2 separate regions of the Anas platyrhynchos genome follow, and region 1 is linked to region 2. A link is a contact called in public Hi-C data. All regions are on one chromosome and are shown on one strand. The core of a region is the stretch at or near the end of the contact, and the rest is flanking DNA. Distances in the headings are between cores, read along the strand shown.

Evidence for each region. Hi-C and Micro-C count contacts between places; a contact is called where the count stands out from the background.
Region 1: a Hi-C map of liver shows a contact between it and region 2, with 2.4 times the contacts expected there. The contact joins the promoter of RASAL2 here to the enhancer-like site in region 2. A contact is called at or near these places in 3 of 8 Hi-C or Micro-C datasets (F1 follicle, liver and subcutaneous adipose tissue).

What each region holds. Positions count from the first base shown.
Region 1 is chr8:19,246,781-19,250,376 of IASCAAS_PekinDuck_T2T, reverse strand. It overlaps RASAL2 (RAS protein activator like 2), which reads left to right and starts at 2,138. Exons shown (of 19, transcript XM_038183330.2): 1 at 2,138-2,418. The coding sequence starts at 2,256.
Region 2 is chr8:19,069,116-19,072,669 of IASCAAS_PekinDuck_T2T, reverse strand. It overlaps RASAL2 (RAS protein activator like 2), which reads left to right. Exons shown (of 19, transcript XM_038183330.2): 19 at 1-1,362. Among named protein-coding and RNA genes, the nearest start is that of RALGPS2, 13 kb to the right of the region's middle. Within about 2 kb of position 1,634, at least 2 of the 8 cell types and tissues checked have an H3K27ac peak or open chromatin away from gene starts, as enhancers often do.

The DNA.
Region 1 (3,596 bases), core at 889-3,388, 180 kb before region 2:
ACCTTGACGAGCTTATTGGATTATGGCCACTAAGTGATAAGCTTGGAGAATATGTTATTATTATCAGCAGCAGTGGGAATGAGCAAGGGTAGAGTACGTAGGAGGGAGGAATTGGCTTCCGTGCTGCTTTATGGTATCATTATGGCAATTTATGCAGATGTCCTCTCTGGAAGGAGTAGCCCTGCACACCCTCAGCTCCCAGTCCTTTGGAAACCATGACGCAGAGCATGTTCTGGGGTGGGAGGGAGCCAGGAGACGTTGCTGGGTGTGCTGGCTCCCCAGGGACGCGCAGCCCACATGGCCAGCTCAGATGGCGAGGGGCTGCATCTTTATGCAAGAGACCGGAGGAATTGTCTTGCGCCTGTCACAGGGGTGAAAGGATGAATCCTCTGCCTGGTCTAACTCTTCTTGTTTTGGGGGGTAAGTTTTTCATCTTTACTTCCCAGGAAACTGAGGCTGACACCACCAAACTCAGGATCTCTCTTTTCTCATGCTCCTGAGTCTCACTTCATAAAACCTCAGTAAGCATTGAACCTGCTGATCTGTTTCAAACAGAAGAAAGAGTCATAAAGGTCCAAGAGCTAATTAAATTCCAGCAGGAATAATGAACACTGGCAGCAAGGTAAAGCAGAGAGATCCTACGAGACTCTTGACTGCAGGTGTCCACCCCTTGCTAGATCCCAGGGAGTCTCCTTTGGGACGTGAATCAGTGGGAAACCAGGCTGCACCGGTTCTGCCGATCGTGAAACAAGCCAACATTTCGAGGAAGGAGGTTTCTTTGTTTTCAAAGTCAGCCTGGAAATTGCAGCAGGGCACGTATTCCCACCCTACAATGGAAAAACTGCGATGCAAACTCATCCCATTCCAGAAAACAGAGCTCCCGACTGGATAGAGAATGACCCAGTTGTAGGGCAAGATTCAGGTCAAGCTCTTAGTCAAGCATGAGACAGAAACCCCCAGGAAACAAGGTTTCATCAATTAATCACAGGGCTGGCAGGACTTTTTTCTCTATTGAAATAGTTCATACATCTTCCATGGCGAACACAACTACACCAGCGTGAGTGTACTCGAATCCAGTTGGTTCAGTGCTGCTGTGCAAGTCCTGAAGCTGCGAGACAGCACCGGAGACAAACTTTGGGGTTTGGGCAGCTGATTTTGTTACGCTGCAGAGCTTGGAGAGTAACGGCCCCTTCAGAGGGAAGTTATGGCTCTTTGGCCGAGGTGCTGTAACTCACCACGCGCACGCTCGTGCTCTGTTGTAGTGCCAAATAAAACAGGATGGCACGCAGCACGGCGAGAAGTGGGGGAGCTGTATCTGGCTGAAAGCAGCTTTATGGCCGCGTAACGGCTCTGCGGCCATGCCAAGGACAGCGCTGTTTAGGTGTCTGAACCAAGAAAAAGTTGTTAGGCTCTTTCTGTGTGCTGAGATGGGCCTGCAGAGACAGCCGGCGCTCAGCTTTAGGTTTCAGTACGTTGTTTCGGAGAAACGTGGGAGAAATGGCTGATTCGCTAAATCACCTATGCACCATGGAGATAATCACTGGATCTTTGTGCTCGGATGGATGTGCCCAGCTCGTATCGACCAGGGACGGGCCCAAACCCAGAACGAGGGAAGGAGCCCAAAGCCAGCCGACCCCCTGCCCACCCTCCCTGCGAACCCGCGCCTCAGTGTTGGAGTAAAACACGATGGGACACACACACGCTGCCCTCACAGCTATTTTATTCAGGATTTTTAAGAACACACGCCTCGATCAACGCGAACTTGACCCAAAACCCAACGGAAAGTTAACGCCTGGTGTAGCTGGGCAGCACAGAAACCCCGGGGAGCGCCGCCTCGCACCCATTTTTGAGGCTAAAACCTCCCTTTTGAGACCCCTGCGAGGGACGGCGGCAGCGCTGCAGGGAGACCCTCGTGGCACAGGACCCCCAGCGCGGCCTCACCCCTGCTCTGAAGCGGGGCGGAGCAGCACAGCCCCCTCGGGGGGCTGCCCCCACACCCCCACACCCCCCCAGCGCCCAGCTCCGGGCCTAGGCCGGGGCGGGGCCCCCTGAGGAGCCGGGTGCGCGGCGCCCAGAGCGGGGCGGCCTCGGGCTGGGGCTCGGCCTCCGCCGTGACGCAGGGGGCGGGGGGCGGCGGGGCCGGGGGAGGCGGGGATGGAGCCGCGCTGAGGCGAGGCGCGGCCGGGGCGCAGCGCGGGCGGGCGGCGGCGGCGGCGGCGCCTCCTCGGCGGCCCCCCCCTCCCCGGCTCCCCGGCATGGAGGCGCCCCCCGCGGCGGGCGAGCCGCCGGCCTGGGCGGCCGAGGCGCTGGCGGAGCCGGAGCTGGGCTCGGACGAGCTGGAGGCGGCGGCGGGCGGCGCGCTGGACCGCGTCCTGCTGGAGTCGGTGTGCCAGCAGCAGGGCTGGCTGCGCGTCTACGGTACGGGGGGAAAGGGGCTGGGGAGGGGGGGGACAGGGGGACGGGGCGGGTCGGGAGCGGAGGGAACTTACCGGCGGGCCCAACTTTTCCTTCAGTTTTTTATTTTTTTAATTTATTTTTTAATTAATTAATTAATTAATTAATTATTTTTGGGGTGAGCCAAGCCCGTTGTTGCACACCCCCTGAGCTGCTTTGTCCTTCCTTCACCCGCCCCGCCACCCTCACGAGCGAAGCCCCCCAACACTGGTGGCACCGAGCTGGGGGGCCCCGCTCGGACAGGCCCGGCTTCCCCGTTGCCCTTCGACGCCACGCAGAGCCCCCCAAAACGCCTCATGTCGCCGGTGTCTCCTCGCAGCAGGTCCTGCCCTGCCGCCCCGCTCTCCGTCCTGCCCTGCCCGGCATCCCAGTGAGGTTCTCCAGGCTCTTCCTGGTCTGTGGGGCTGGAAGCCAACACGCCCCGCTATCGGTGTCGTTACGCACACGCTACCGGTTGCGTTGTGCCCAAAAGGTACGGGAGGCGCAAGGAAGACACCTCCAGGAGCCGTGCTGGGTCTGCTGGCTGAGCACAGCTGGTTACGGTGAGCACCACCACGGCCACTTAGCCTTGGGCACCCCCAGCCAGGAGGACCAGGCTGCAGGTTTGCAGGGGCACACGGGCTGTTCAAAGAGCTTTGTGTTCATTCCGGGAGCTTGAAAAGCTGGTGCGGTGGGACGAGGTTGTCTGGCTGCTTTCTGTCTGGTGCATCAAGGAGCAGAGTTATACTTAGCGCAACTAATTGTCGTAGAAGTTTGGGATTTTCAGTAGCTTCCCCTTGTCTAACTTGCGGCTTCTTGCGTGGCTTTCTTTTGTTACTCTCAGCCTGATGCTGAGACTGTAAAACGCAGCCTTTTTTGAAAAACAAAGCAAAAAACCACCTCTGCTGCTGGCGGGGGGAGCTCAGAAGAAAGCAGAGCGCCTGCAGATTGTTTGTTTGTTTAGAGCACTTTCCGAAGGTAAAATGAGAACGTACTTATGAAGAGGATGTCTGGCACCAGCCTATCTGATTGTTACCCAAGGTTATATCTTGAATGAGTGGAAGCAGGAATGTGGTTTCAAAATTAGCCACAGTGAGAAACCCTGCTCGTTGATAAAGTCGTGTCATGTGTTGTGATGTGTTTGTAGTCTGACACTAACATGT
Region 2 (3,554 bases), core at 385-2,884:
TAATCTGTCAGAGTAATACTCGTATATTCCTAAGTCCAAAACAGAGAAGTTGTCCCTTGCTGGCCATGTTACTCAGTGCTGTTCCAGGATGACTCTCCCCAGACCTCAAAGCCACCCGGCTTTCCGGGTTATCCATGAAAGCTCGGGGTTTCCCTGGCAGGGCAGGGAAGCAGCAGCGTTTTGTAGCGCTGTGGCCTTTTGCCACGTCGTGTGTGGTATCTGTGGAGTGTGTGCACAACACAGGGTGAGCAGAGTGCTACAGGATAGGTAACTGAGGAAGCCCAGCCTTGAGTGGTGTCCTGTAAATTCCCCTTTTTTAAGGGGAATAGGCACGTTTCACATCCAGGAGGTAACAACTATTACATCCCTGGTGTGTTGGAAATGCTATGTGTAAAAGCACAGATTCATATAGTTACACATTTTGCAACGTTCCTCCCCAGGGGAATAACTCTAAGCAGGGGATCCAGAGGAGCATGGAAAGAAAGGGATGTGTATGTTTTCTAGTTAGAGAATTTGTGCTGTATCCAGTAATAAATTCTGTATCCATCTAATAAATCATCAAAGAAATTGATTTTATTTTATGTTCTTGCAATTGCTTTGGTTTGTCTTTTTTACACCATATATTAATTTCATGTTTTAATGCTTGCTTTAACCCACCAGCTTCTAACTTCATCTGAAAACTCAGTGATTGAAGTCAATCAATTTTACAGCAGCACCTGCGGAGTGTGCCAGCAATATTTATCTGCTGAGGTCACCATGTATGTATGAATCCTGTTTGTGTTCTGAGAAAATGTCTGTGTCATTTCTGGAGAACAATCCCTGTCCAAGTTGAACCGTTAAATGTAAATAATAATAAAATCTGTGATTAGCATGGTCAGCCACAGGTATCCAGCTGAGTGTGACAGAGCAAAAAGGGTTAAATTTAGGCCAATGCTTTTAGGTATTTCCTTCCCCACAGTAAGTTAACTCCCATGAGAAAGAGCATGTCATTACAGATCATGCCTGCCAGGAATCCTACCTGTAAAAATAGATTTTCTGTCTCAAGGGCCTTAATAAGAGTGTTACTACACAGAACTGTTTTGCAATGATAGCTCTAAATAATTTATTTTTTATTTCAACAAAGTACACCTTAAAAAGTAATAAACTTGTTTTTCAAGCCGTATTTTTATGCTAGTAGCACTGGACTGTTTGGTCTCTGAGATCCATTTCTGCATTTCATTGCCTGGGTTTGTTCTAAAGAAGATTTATTTTTGTTCTGTGAATAATTTTTGAAGGTTCTTGTAATATGTACAGATATAGATACATTTGAGGTCTTTTATTGATATTCCTACAAAGAATACAAATAAACTTTAACTTTAAACAGTTTGGACTCAGTAAACCTATGCTGATTTCAAAATCTCTTCTGTCTGCTCTCAGGTTGTTCTTGGGTTTTGTGTAACTTAAGAGGGAGGAGGGAAACGCAGTGTAACTTAATGTTTTGGGACAGACTGCATTTGACACCTGGAGCTCTCGGAGGGGGTCCGTGGCTGAATAATTCCTTTCTCATGTTTCCGTGGATGTTCTGATGGGGTGGCCAGCCCTGAGCACTGCCTCCCCGTGCCAGCAACCTCTCGCTTTCTGAAGCTTGCGGTGCTGGGAGGTGCCTGGCATTGTGGAGTGAGAGAGCGACAAGCTGTGGAGACATGGAGAATTGCTGGGTGCTGCTCTGGGACAGGGGATTTTTTTGTGTGTAATAGCAAGTGGTGGAAAAAAAAAAACTGGTATTAATTAATGTGTTTATGCCTCTCATATTGGACCAGTGAATGTGACCAATTTTCTTGCTCGGTTAATTCCTATTTTACAGGTTCTCATGCACCAGCCCAAAGCTGCAGTGAGTGTTTGAAGTATGGACATACAGAGGAATATTTATTTCATAACAAACATAAAATGCTGGATTCTAAGTAATTTTTATTTATCCTTTCATATATGTAATGGATCTTGTATACAGTGAGTCAAAAAACCCTTTGCTATTGAATGTAAAATCTATAAAAGGGATGTCTTGCTAAGATTTTTTTTTTCATTTTACCTGCTATTATTTTTTCCACAGCTTTGAAGCCTGCAAAACACACACAGCAAACTTCTATTTGTTACTGTGCACCTCCACCCTGGCCCTATACTTTGTTCTGTTCAAGTCCCCTGCATGTTGTGCCTTGTTCTTGCTTAGGCTGTAAGTTTTCCATGCCAGGATTGTCTTCCTGCGTGTTTGTACAGAACCCAAAACAGCGGGAGCCTGATGCTTCTGGGCACGAGGGCAGCACAAACAACATCTCCGAAGATGGATGCAGCTATAAATTCCCACACCCGTGTCCTGTCCATTTCGCCAACACCCACCCAGGAGAGTTTCCTGCTCTTCTAGGGTAATTCTAGGCAGTGTGCAGGGGGAAGGCCAGGCCCAGCTGCCAGGATGTGACCAGGCAAGGCAGAGGTTGGTGAGACAAGGGGTAGGATGATGGAGCCCTAGTGGGGCACAGAGGTCTCGGTATCAAGTTTACCCTCCTGGGGAGAGGGGATGGGACAAAAAATCCAAATGGAAGAGGGATGGGCAGGGAAAGGCAGGGCTGGGAGGAAGGAGGCGCAGCATGAGGGTGGTGTTAGTGAGGCAGGGAGGAAACTGAGGGAGAGCAGCAGGAGCTCTGCACAAGTGAGGGCTAGGATGGCACTAGGAAAATACATTCAGTGCTTTGGGCTTCTCTGTGGCTATCCAAAGCATCTGATAATGAAGTGTTGTATCCTACTGAGGATGTTAAATTCTGCTTTACCTTGGATGTGCTCCTTACTTTCACTGTACAAAGCTGTCTGTGAATGTGCAATTTTTTCTCCCATTTTTAGACCTTTGGATAAAATGTGAAGGGTTCTGAAGCTTGTCCTCAGCACTCCTGTAGTTCCCCTGCTAAAGCCAGGAAATTGTTTTGGAGAAGCTCCCCTGCAAGACTTCTCCTGCATAAAGGATGCAAGTGTAAAGCCTTTGATTTCCTGTGTGTAAGAATGTGTGCTGCTGCTTTAAGTAATCAGCAGCTGCTGCTTAAATCCATTAGCAGGTGGAATACCAATTTGCTTACACTGAGATATTAGTCTCATGAGGAGAGAGTCGTTGCTCATACTAGAATCCATCTCACGTTGCTGTCCTTCACCTTTCTCCTTTCACAGATTAAATATCCTCATGTCTCCAGAAGATGTATTAAATTCCTACTTTTTGCTGTTAGAGGTGGATCAAATGTCTTGCTTGTAGACGTGAAGCCTGGCTACCCCTCAGTTCTTGTCCTTGTCCTTACTAAGCTCTATGGGAACACATAATCTTGCTGATGAAACTGGAAATGTGAGTTCTGTGGACCTGAACCCACTTTTCATTACACTGAGTCAGCCCAGCTCAGTAGCAGAGCAGCTTTGGCTGAAGTCGGGAGGAATTATTATCAATACTGCAGGCTTCAGCGTAGCTTGGCAGGGGCAGGGCCCTCAGGATAGAGGTTCCCCACACCATTTAGGTTCTTCCAGCTTTATAATATGACCCTCAGGGC